Regions from separate parts of the Mus musculus genome. Here region 2 is linked to region 1. Evidence: chromatin contacts called from public Hi-C data. All regions are on one chromosome and are shown on one strand. The core of a region is the stretch at or near the end of the contact, and the rest is flanking DNA. Distances in the headings are between cores, read along the strand shown.

Evidence for each region. Hi-C and Micro-C count contacts between places; a contact is called where the count stands out from the background.
Region 2: a Hi-C map of the G1E-ER4 cell line shows a contact between it and region 1, with 2.1 times the contacts expected there. The contact joins two enhancer-like sites. A contact is called at or near these places in 10 of 39 promoter capture datasets (the 3T3-L1 cell line, the C10 cell line, the HPC-7 cell line and 6 more), 6 of 484 Hi-C or Micro-C datasets (the G1E-ER4 cell line, bone marrow-derived macrophages, double positive thymocytes and 3 more) and 4 of 115 datasets of contacts at active chromatin or transcription factors (the SCID.adh cell line, double positive thymocytes, kidney and 1 more).

What each region holds. Positions count from the first base shown.
Region 1 is chr5:149,145,542-149,151,598 of GRCm38.p6, forward strand. All of the region lies in intron 1 of Mm2pr (macrophage M2 polarization regulator), which reads right to left. All of the region lies in intron 1 of Gm42788 (predicted gene 42788), which reads left to right. Among named protein-coding and RNA genes, the nearest start is that of Gm42788, 4.3 kb to the left of the region's middle. Within about 2 kb of position 2,255, at least 12 of the 459 cell types and tissues checked have an H3K27ac peak or open chromatin away from gene starts, as enhancers often do. A contact at or near this core is called in the G1E-ER4 cell line and the SCID.adh cell line, where this site is marked.
Region 2 is chr5:149,334,437-149,340,493 of GRCm38.p6, forward strand. No RefSeq gene overlaps it. Among named protein-coding and RNA genes, the nearest start is that of Gm35704, 11 kb to the right of the region's middle. Within about 2 kb of position 3,240, at least 56 of the 459 cell types and tissues checked have an H3K27ac peak or open chromatin away from gene starts, as enhancers often do. A contact at or near this core is called in the G1E-ER4 cell line and the SCID.adh cell line, where this site is marked.

The DNA.
Region 1 (6,057 bases), core at 1,005-3,504:
TATGAAGGTTCTATGCTCCAGTGTGGGGGAATGCCAGGGCCAAGAAGCTAGAATGGGTGGGATGGTGAGCAGGGGAAGTGGGGAATGGGATAGGGGGAGGGTGTTTTTCAGAAGGGAAACCAGGAAAGGGGATAACATTCAAAATGTAAATAAAGAAAATATCCAATTTAAAAAATGGAAAGGGAATGTGGTGTCAAAAAAGGCATAAATAAATGCTTTTCGGCCTTTCCTGTCTCTGGAGTTTGGTATCTTGGGTGTAGGAGCTGCATAAGTAACAGTAAGAAAACAAAATTGAAAAAAATAGTCTTGTTCAAATCACACTTACGAAAAAAAGGTATATGTTCATTTTATATTTTCTCTAAGTTGGAATTCATTTTTTTAAGATTTATTTTTATTTTATGTATAGTGTTTGTCTGCCTATATATAAGTACACCGTGTGTGTGTGTGTGTGTGTGTGTGTGTGTGTGTGTGCGCGCGCGCAGTGCCCCGAGGGACAGAAGAAAGTGGTGAATCCCCTGAACTGGAGCTACAGACCGTTGTGAGCCTCCATGTGGGTACTGGGACCTGAACCCTGGTTCTTTGCAAGAGCAGCCAGTGCTCTAACCACTGGACCTTCTCACCATTTTCTTCTAAGTTGGAATAAAACAAAACCCAAGATATATTTTTATGGACAATTAAGCCACAGAATAAAGCTTCACTCTTGGAGGCTGGCACGGTACCTGGTGGTTTTGAAACCACAAAGAGGTTAATGGAAAATCTTTCAATCTATCTAAATTTGGAGAGGATTAGGACTGTCTAAGAAGTGAACCAAAATAGTTCTTAGGTAGTATGAGTAACAAAATGGTATTATTTTATCCTGTTTATATAGTGTAGTAGTAGTAGTAGTAGTAGCTCTGCAACAACCTGAGTGAGATACACATGTGTGTATGTGTATATAAATACACATATACATGCTTGGACACACATACACACACACACACATACACACAAGATAATGAATACACATCGGTGATTCTTGCTATGGGAAGGGCAGAGGCAGAGAGAGGGAGGTGTTGAGGCTCACCTAGGCTTCAGAGTGCGTTGAAGGACAGCCTGGGTACATTAGTGAGATCACTGTCTCTAAACACACTAAATGATCTGGGGATATAACGGAGTGGCACGGTGCTTGTGCCCTAGGAACTAGGTACTGTCCCAGTAACAAACAAGTAAGTAAATGAATGCAGATAGCGATAGGAGATGTGCTTGTCCTTGCTGTGAGCCGACCCCTCATCCATCTCCTCTGTGGATACACACACCCAGACAGTTAAGGAGGCGGGCAAAAGATAGCTAGCTCCAGGCTTGGAGACTGGGTGTGACTTAGTCAAAACTTAAAGGGTGACTATGATGTCACAGAGTATGGCACTGTCCCCGTATCAGGGCAAGTGGAGTTCTAGATGTTCAGACTAGGAAGTTCTCTTTATGCTGTGACAGAGCGGAACTGCAGTAGAGTGCCAAGACTGCCCAGGGGTAGTGTGTCCATGATGGTCTTTGGAGTCTGTTTAGTGGTATATCTGGTAACAGCAGGATAATCTTCAGGGGAGAGGAGATTCTAAGTGCAGATTTCCTACTTCGTTGATAGGAACTGGGCTACTTGTCACGAAAATTTTAAATTTAAGTAAAGAACGTAAGGGTTATGCTTGCAAAAGCAAATTTAGAATTTGAGACTTTAAATTGAAGGCAGTTTACATTCTCTCACGTTCATTTTTACTTTTGGTTTTCTGAGACAAGTTCTAACAATGTAGGCTCAAACTCATGGTCCCTCCTGTTTCAACCTTTGTGTGCACTTTTTCTTGTTTTGAAACACAGTTTTACTATGTAGCCTGGGCTGACCTAAAATCTGCACTCCTCCTGCCTCAGCCCTCTGAGTGCTGGGATTACAGAGATACACCAACCTGCCATTACTTTAGCTCTAGATTAAATCTTTCTCTCCTTATAATACCCTGTAAAACGTGAAAAAGGAAGATATCAAAGGCATCTCTCACTCTCAGGAAGCTGTGTGGAGTACATGATCATACTTCTGCTTTCCCTATGGCCACACAGAGATTTAAGGACACAAGGGTTCTGCCTGACAGAGCCTACAAAGCAGTAAAGCGTTCACTGGCCTCCTCTGCTGCCTTGCTCTCACCAACAGGGAGTTATGTGTGAGGGAACCGGATGGATCCAGATGCTGGGGCCTGGGACTTTCAGTTTTTGGGAGAGTCCGTGGCTTAGCTGTGTGAGAACGGCCTCGCCCCTACAGTAGCTGTAACCACCTTCTGCTAGAGCAGCATAGGCAAGGGGCTCTTATCAGATGGGGGTGTGAAGACAATTCTGAGAGCTCTCAGAATTTCAAAGAAGGCACTTTGTAAGTTAGACTCAACTAACTTCATTATCCTGTGGTGCAGGCTCCTCCAAATGGCCGAGGAAACGTACTACTGTCTACAAATCCCACAGTAGGAGTAAGATGTAAGGTTCTATAGAGGTGAGGGCAAAGCGATGTTATTCAAAATAAAAATACTGTCATGATTGTGCATTAAGACGGGTCCTCTGCATATGTCTGCTGTTGCTTTTGGTATGTTACTTTAAAACAGAAATCGTACTGGATTCCTTGTGAAACAACTCGTCAAACAGAACCGCTTGTGTATAATCTAACAACATTTCAGATCTGTGATTAGGCTTGTGAGCGGCTCCGTCGTAGCATCACAATGTTCTAGGTTTAGCGTCTAGCATGAAAAGAAGACAGTAGACTGAGAAACCGTCTTATGTTCATGCATAAGGATATCAATTGTTGAAAATTGAGAACTATTCAAAACTTCACAGAACTACAACAACCAAATTAACACTGGAGAGGAGAGAGGTTCATAGAAAATTCTGGAAAGATGGGCTCCTGGGGTGATATGTAGCACCAATCACCACGTTCAGCATTTTCAGTCATACAAGTTAGAGACAAATGGAAAAAAAAATGGCGGCAGCTTGACACATGAATTTCAGATGCTAGCCAGCCACAGGACCCCTAAAGCTCCACCCACATGCCGTTTCCCCTCTGGAATCCCACAGAACACTGCCCCCTCCAACTGGAACTTCTTTTCTGAGTGCTACTGCACTTTTTGACTTCTCACAGAAGCACAAGTGTGTTGTTTGTAGATACTTCCACAATTGCAGCTCCGTCTTCCAGCTGTCTCGACGGTTCTCCAATGGCACCAGACCCTCCCTCTTACTCATTCCCTTCCACTACTCAGCTTCCCACGAACTCACATGCTCAGGGCTCATGGACAAGGCGATCAGCCGCCAGCTGATCTGGAAGTTATCTAAGATAGCACAGGCCCCACTGAAGTTACCCAATATCTGAACAGTTCAGTTAACACACAATCACTGAGCCCACTAATGCCCACCAACTAGGCTAGGAATCAGGATGCAAATAGAAGGTTCTGTTCTGTTCTGTTTGAGACAGGGTTTCTCTGTGTAGCCCTGGTTGTCCTGGAACTCTCTCTGTAGAACAGGCAGTTCTTGAACTCAGAGATCCACCTGTCTCTGCCTCCTGAGTGCTGGGATCAAAAGTGTATACCACTACCACCACCAGGCCAAATGAACAATGGACACCAGAGTCTGAAAAAGATGAGTGTGTGTGTGTGTGTGTGTGTGTGTGTGTGTGTGTGTGATAGGCAGACAAGAATAAGCCCCAAGCTGAGAGTCTGAATAACACTGGCCTCAGGCAAGTGTTCTGTCTGCAGTGTGACAAGGGCTGCGTGCTGAACTGCTGTGGCATACAGAGGAGAAGTGTCTGTGTAAGCTAATTAAAGAGAGTGTCATCAAGTCTTCCTGGCTGCCCTTGGTCCGTTTCCTGCCCTAGCCTCTTTGAGAAGCTAGGATCCCAGGTGTGCACCACCATGCCCCATGAAGGACAATTTTTAATGTCCTGTTGCTCAGGGGGGTAAAGTAACTATAGGTGACAATAACAAACACTTCAAAATAGCTAGTAGAGGATTCTGAGTAGTCCCCTCACAGAGATAACAAATGTCTGAGGTGACAGGTATGGCCCTGACACTGAGCTGACCATTATACATTGTGTGCACATTCTATAATGTCATAGAGTACTTCAGACACTGTATGTTAATAATAAGTAAATAAGGGTTAAAATGCAACACTAGGAAGAACTGAGGTAATAAGTATGCCTTTGTTGTAAAATTAAGATAAAGTTTCACATTTCTGTGGCTTTATATTTTTCATATTTTAACATTATTGGATTATTACTTTCATAATCAGAAAATAATAAGGATTATACTAAATTAAAAACAACAATATGGGATTAGTCCAGGGCAGAAAAGCATAAAAAAGAGCCACATTAAAAACCAGCACTGTTCAGGTCCCTGTTCGGGCGCCATAGCATTGGAAATGTAAATGAGCTAAATACCTAATAAAAAATGGAAAAAAAAAAACCAGCACTGTAAGCCAGGCAGTGGTGGTACACGCCTTTAACCCCAGCACTTGGGAGGCAGAGGCAGGTGATTTCTGAGTTCGAGGCCAGTCTGGTCTACAGAGTGAGTTCCAGGACAGCTAGGGCTATACAGAAAAATCCTGTCTTGAAAAACCAGAAAAAAGAAAGAAAGAAAGAGAGAGACAGAGAGAGGGAGGGAGAGAGAGAGAGAAAGGAAGGAAGGAAGGAAGGAAGGAAGGAAGGAAGAAAGAAAGGAAGAAAGAAAGAGAGAAAGAGAAGGAAAAAGAGAAAAAGAAAAAGAAAGAAAGGGAAAAAAAAAAACCCCAAACCCAGCACTGTACTGGGCATGGTGGCACACACCTTTAGTCCCAGCACTAGAGAGGGCGAGGCAGAGGCAGGTGGCTCTCCGTGAATTTGTGACTAGCCTGGTCTACATGGTGATTTCCAGGATAGCCAAGGCTCTGTAAAGAGACCCTGTCTCACCCCTGCACCACCGGACATGACTGCAGCTGTTCAGCCCACAGACTTGTGAGAAGCTTGTCGTCCTGAAGGCTTCCTGCTCCCTTTCACTCTGGCTCAGCCACTGTCGTGTCTCAGTTATTTCCCACAGCTGCTGCTCTGATGGACTGAATGCTTGTGTCCTGCAGAGTTCCTATGTTGAGGTTCTAACTGGCTCCATTTGGAGCTGTGGCCTTTGAGGAAGTCATGAAGGTTAAATGAGCTTATGGGCATGGCCCTGATTGGTAAGGTCAGATTCTTTGTAAAGACTCAGAGAGGAGAAGCATGTGACGGTACAATTTGGAGGGAGGTGGCCACAGTCACCGCCACAGTACATACCGCACACCGCACCAGTAATCCCAGAACTCTGGAGGGCTGGATTACACAATAATACCTTGCTTTTTAAAATAGCCAGAACACCCCTAAAGCTCCCAAACAAAACAAAACACCAATCAGACAAAATAGAAAACAAAACAGTAGACATATACATATTGGCCGAGAAAGTATTAGACCCCAGTCTTGACAGCACCCTGACCTGGGCCTCAGCCTCCACAGCTGTGAGAACACACCTCTGGTATCTGTAAAGGCCAGCCAACCAATTAGCAGTCCCCCACCCCACCCCATCCCATGTTCTACCACTGCCCTAGAGCCACCCACAGCCATTCCTTCGCTCACCCATCCCCAGCAACCCATCACTGGGAGTTAGAGCAAGACTACGGAGGATTAGGTGCTTGTGCTGCCAATGGCTGTGCAAACTTCAGCAAGCTGCTCCACCTCTCTGTGTGTCAGTCACTAAATTCCCTGGCAAGCAAAGCCACTAACAATAGGACTGTTTTAGCGGAGTAAAGCATTTACAATCGTACCTTGCCCACAACAAGTATTTGATGAAGGTTAGCTATTACTATCTTAAAGATACTTTTTGAGATCTTATTTTAATTTTATGTGTATGGGTATTTTGTCTGCCAGTATGTCTGTGCATCACAAGCATACAGTGCCCGAGGCCAGAAGAGGGCATCTGATTCTCTGGAACTGGAGTTACAGACAGCTGTGAGCCACCATGTGGGTGCTGGGAATTGAACTCAGGACCTCTGGAAGAACAGCCAGTG
Region 2 (6,057 bases), core at 1,990-4,489, 190 kb after region 1:
CAGTAGATCAGCATCTCTCCACAGACAGACCCAAGCCTAGCAGCCATGCCTTTTACATAAGAGTTTTTGTGAGTCAATTAAGATCCAAACTGTCACACGGCTACTTAAACCTCCCGATGCACCAAATTTAAACGTGTGAATCTCTTCTCCCCAGCCAGCTACCTAAATCCTCCGAGGGAAATTAGAAGACACATCCTGCCTTTTGAAAATCAGGAAATGAGGGCTCTGTGTATCACACGCAAAATTCAAACTGTGTAGAAGACCTCACCACTCGGAGCCGCCCAAATGAGCGGCAACTCTTAGGAGAGGCGTTATAGAAAATGTCACCGCTTGGGAAGTCTGGCAGAAAATTTAGAAATTTTTTTCCTGGGGAGGTAACCTAAGGACACAGAGAAAAGGTCTCCAGAGCCTCTTTTGCTTTGTGTATGTTCTGTTCTGTTCTGGAAAGGACTTGAGGTAGCTTATTAAAGGGACGCACAACAGAAGTTGAAAGTACAGTAAAAAGGAAGGGCCTGTGTTTCACAGCAGGAGCCGGGAGGGGGTACCGGTAATGGAAGATCCACGTGTGGACTCAGACATGTCCTTCCAGTGGGCCACCAGCCCTGGGAGCTATCGGAACAAGGGAAACGGATGAGCAAGTGATATAAAGGGAGATCGGTTGCTCAGGAGAGCAGTATTTTTGGAGGCCAGGAAACAGGCCTCTCTCCTGCAGGCCCCCTCCACCATCTGTGTAACGTAGGAAAGCCACAATCCTAATAGCATCCTGCATCTGCTGCGGCCTCCCGTAGCTCTGAGATACAACCGTGGGCCCAGCTCAGTCTGTTCCCGAACACCCTGTATAAGGCACATGGTTCTATTTTTACTTTATTGTCTTATTTTATGCGTGTGGATGTTTGGCCTGCGGATGTGGTGTATGGTGTCTGCACCGCCTACGTGCAGTGTCCACAGAGGCCAGAAGAAGGCACTAGATCTCCTGGGACTGTAGTTACAGATGGTTTTGAGCTAACATGCCGGTGATGGGAATTGAACTTGGGTCCTATGGAGGAGGTGCAAACCTTTCAGAATCTGCTTTATGGACCAAGAAAAGAAGAGCTGTCTCTCTCCCTTTTTATTCTGTTCACATAACTCACATTTTGACAAGTGTGAGCCTCCATGTGAGACTGAGAAACGAAGCCACCACCGGAGGAGTTTGGCTGGCCATGTGCTGAGTAGCGGCATAGCGATGGCATCTCCTTTCTTCTTGTCGGTTCTGGGGGCAGCACACCCAGGACCAGGCGGGATACTCACTACCGCCGAGCATCGCCCTAGCCCTTCACACCACTCCTGCTTAAACCTCCAGCATCTCTGATCTACGTAAACTTGAGACCCATAGCAAGATCCACATATAGCCGGGAGGGCAGCAGGGTGGGTGGTTTATCTGTGTGCCAAAGTCCCTCTGTATCCGGCTGGCTCTTACTTTGCCAGGTGGTGCTGGGGAAATGTTCTCACGCTTGAGGATAAGCAAACCTGAAACATTTGGTGGGAGGCTGCGGCTTTCCCTGCCTTGAGGTCCTTAGGGAGCAGCTTGCTCATTAAAGGGTAAGGCTCCATCACACAGTGCTCCGGGGTTGGCAGGGCGGATGCGCCATCTAGTGGCCACTCCCAGAATACCCACATGCGGCTCTCTTGCCGCTCTAATGACCTGAGGGCATGTCCAGTACTGGAGCAAAAAGGTTAATTAGGGAGCTGGGGCATCTCTGTTCTCTGTGTCCAGCCCGACTAATCGTTCTGTGAGGATGGTTTTTAGGGTCTATGTGAATGAGGCACATTTAGGCAAGAAACTCAGGTAATTGGTAGGTTACAAACTGCCATGTGGTGTCCTCATGATCTCATAGTCCCTGCGTTGCCTCTTCTGGCCTCGATCCCCTTGATGCTGCTTTGCCTACAGTCCACTTCTGCTCTGCAGGCTCCTGTCATGATCTTTTCCCTATCAAGTAGAGGACCCGCTAACATGGATAAGGGCACCTTTTCTGAGCAGGGAGTGGGAGGACTGATCTGCGGAGGTGGGTGGTGGCTGCCCAGGCCTTGCTTTGGGCACAGGATTCCCATTTCGGGAAGTACACGATGCCCAGTAACAAGACATTGAGCTAGATGTGGTTCCTCAGTCTGAGGAAGTCTCAGGGTTCAATCTAGGAAGTACCCATAGTAGTTATCCAGTATAAGTAGCCAGATAGGACTCGGCTATCCTCAGAGGAGGGAGAGGCCTCAGGGCTCAGGATGTCTGCTCATCACAGGGACCTTTGATGGGTGGTGTGTGTGCTTCTGAGATCCTGGATTGGGTGGCTAGCTTCTCCTCTGTCCTCCAGGGAAGTTACTCAGCCACGTGCCTCTCCTGCCATCTTAGAGTCTCCCCAGGAGATCTCAATGTGACATAGTTAGCAGCGGGAACCAGCTAGCCAGCTGGGGACCAGCTATCAAGGTGTGGTAATGGGTGGGGGTGTCTTTCCATACATATCATATCACAAGAGTGCGGGCTTCATGGCTGCCCCATGAAGCCTTTCTGTCAGGTTAGACCCTCTGACTAGAGAGAGGCGAGGAGTATAGAGTCTCCGGGTATAGGTGTGAGGAGGTAGATGATGGATAGCAACAGAGATTTGAGAATTGGGGATAGGGGTCTCCATTAACCTCTACTTCAAATCTGTCCTCCATCCCAGCATCTCATGAATTCATGACTGCTCAAGGAAACCCAATTGCTGGCTCCGTTCAGTATGCTGGAAGGTGCTATGTGCAGGCTGCCTGCTAGACACCACATCACCGTGGCACAGTGGACGCTTGGAGGATGGGGCAACTCTGTGTTGGTCACCCTGGGGGTATCAGTAGCGGGGGTGTCTCCCACCACCCATCTGGCAGAGGCTAGAGGGTACCGTGTCACCTGGAGACTGTCACGGCTCCCACAGTCATTCCGACCCCTCTGCGGGGAGTGGCTTTGAATGTGGGCATCGCCTAACCATGTCCAACTGGGAGAAAGCAGACAGCCTCTCTGCTGTGGAAATTCTTTAGTGCTAAAATAGCCTGAATTGGCTTATAAGGGTTAGACGTGTAGAGACCAGAGCTGGCAAAACTTAGTTATGCAGAAAAGAGAAGCAAGATTAAGGGCATATGGTGACATTCCCCAACCTTCATGAATGCAGACTGATTTAATCCACAGACAACTTCACACCCTAGGTATTATGTTTATTCTCATAGGAAATGATGCACAGACGTATTTAGCCACCCTACAGAGTTACACAACAACAAGGAGGCAGAACTGGGGCTATGATCCCAGGCAGGACAGCAGGAAGATCTGTGTCTGTGCTCGGAAATGGCCGAGGCAGCGTGGGAGCGCTCAGGGTTCATCCCCAGAATCTCTTTCTGTTATCGGTGCGATCTCACACGAGCTTCGGTTTCTTTAGTTGAGTGTGAAAGAGATCCACTCTATCTTACCAGGACACAGAGGGTTTACATGAGCTGATATTGTCTCCGGTTTTGCTGGCAAGCCAAAATCCACTCACCCGGACCTGGACTCTATGTGGCTTCTTTAAATAAACTGCTGCACGGACCAGCAGCTCAATGGATGAAGCCTCATCCGGCTTTAGACAGGAGCCCTGTATCCAGTTTGTGGCGCCATGGAAAACCCGTGAGACTTTTTTGCTTGTCGCTGCCTTGCCAGCTCAGCCCAAACCCTTCTGGTGAGGCAGGCTGCTGCTGTTCTCTTTGCTGAGGGTGAGGGGTGGGGTTGTGGCTGGCAGCCTGTTGGGCCTGCGCAGTCCTGCCAGGGTCTCACCATAAGCTCTTGATATCAGCAGAGGCCGTGGGCCTGGCAGGGGAAGGCTGGAGCCATCCTGTCCAGCCAAACACCAGGTCTCTGGAAAATAGTGGAGAGCAGGAAGCAGGCCTGTGTGGGAGAGGATGCGCGGCAGCCTGGGTACCACTCACTTCTTGCTTTATATCAGCTGACCAGGGATGCTCAGCAAAATAACGATGAGGGCAGCTACGGAAGGGCAGTCCCAGAAAAATCTTCCTCCAGGCAGCGGAAAAGAATCTCATTTCTGAAGACAGGGAAGGGGTGAAGGGTCGAGGGTGGGGTGGGGCCTAGGTTGGGTGCACCGGTGGTCCTTTGTCTTAGAACATGATCCAGAATAATAAGTACCAGGTGTTTTCACTTATAGTATAGGGCTCAGCGAATATTCAAGGGCCCTTCTCGGGGCTTTTCTTTTTTCTACAAACCTAGAGTTTTTCTTTCACATCTGATCTCTGAACGCTTTTAGGTTTCTTGTCTTTCTTTCATAGATGTGTTTTTCTGGCATGCAATGATGCCCACTTCTTGTGCTGAGGGTGGGGGCGGAGTTGACCCAGGGCTATGCACGGCCCAGGACATAGGCTTCTCAGCGGAGCCACACCAAGCTCTAGCCTGCTCCTGCTCACAAACTTGAGCTACAAGTCCCAGGGTTTACACCTCAGTTGGAGCCCTGAGCCACCGCTAAAAATAGCCTGCCACTGACAGCCACCCTCCTCCTTGCTTCTGGACTCAGAGCTGTGCCACTAAAGATTCACAAGGCTAAATTCTCCCCAAAGATAAAATCATAAATTAGATTATATTTTTCCTAGCAAGCACTACTGAAAATGCAGCAAGGAAGTGGATTTTTAAAAACACTAAAGGTAATACTTTAAGCCTTCATTCTTTCTGTCTGTCCGTGTCCCCCGCACACACAACCCCAGTCTGTGTGCAAGCAAAGGCCAGAGGTTTGTGTACAGTATCTTCTTCAGTCACTTCCCACCTTATTATTTTTGCTTATTTTATTTTATGAGTGTGAGTGTTTTGCCTGTATGTGCGTATATGCATCATGTGTATTTGTGCCCACAGAGGTCAGAGGAGGTCGTAGGATTCCTTGGAGCTGGAGTGACACACAGTTGTGAGCTGCCCAGTGGGTGCTGGGAGTCTAACCTGGGCCCTTTGTAAAAGGAACACATGCTCTTAAACTCTGGGCCATCTCTCCAGCCCCCTCAGGGTCACTCACGGAACCTGGAGTTCACTGGCTGCACTAGACTGGCCGGCCAGTGACCCTGGGGTTCTCTTGAGCCAGGCTCTCAGAGGTAAAGTAGAACATGGCTCATGGCTCGATGAGGTAGGGTGACACAGGAGCTGAGTTGTGACTGCCACATCAGAACAGTCACATAACATAATAGGTTAGTAACACAGCAGGTGCAAAGGTCCTGAGGTAGAGAATCAATCACCCAGTAAGGCCAAGGAGCAGAGGTGTGGTTGTGTCAGGGAAAGAATGAAAAACTGCTCCACTCACAGAAAGGTTAGCAGGGACCGAGTGTGTGTGTGTGTGGGGTGGGCGCTCTGAGTACTAGTGGGAGGGGCAGGGTTTATGGCAATGCCCTGGTGGACTCTGTGGCAGGTTTTAAGGTTTTTAAAATATTTATTTATTTATATGAGTACACTGTAGTTGTACAGATGCTTGTGAGCCATCATGTGGTTGCTGGGAATTGAACTCGGGACCTCTGCTCACTCAGGCCCCGTTTGCTGTTCCGGCTCAAAGATGTATTTATTATTATTATATCAAAGTACACTGTAGCTGTCTTCAGACACACCAGAAAAGGGCAGCAGATTTCATTATGGATGGTTGTAAGCCATCATGTGGTTGCTGGGATTTGAACTCTGGACCTCTGAAAGAACAGTCAGTGCTCTCAACCGCTGAGCCATCTCTCCAGCCCCTGTGGTAGGTTTTTTTTTTTTTTTAAGAAAGGGAGAGATTTGATTGATTTGTGTTTTACAGGACCTCTATTGTCAAGGACTTGCTGCAAACATAATAAATACAGGTAAACACAGGAGGCAGGACAAGGGTAAAGGGGAATATCTGGCTACAGTTATTTCTAGGGGAGTTAGAGAGGGGGTATTTGGGGAAGGGGGAGATAAGTACAGGAAGGGAGCCGAGTAAAATGGCAGCGAGGATGTCTAGGAAGCCACCGTCCTGGCTTCTCACATTTTTGTTTTTCCCTGTTAGGCAGACTATCATTTGCTGAACTGCCGTG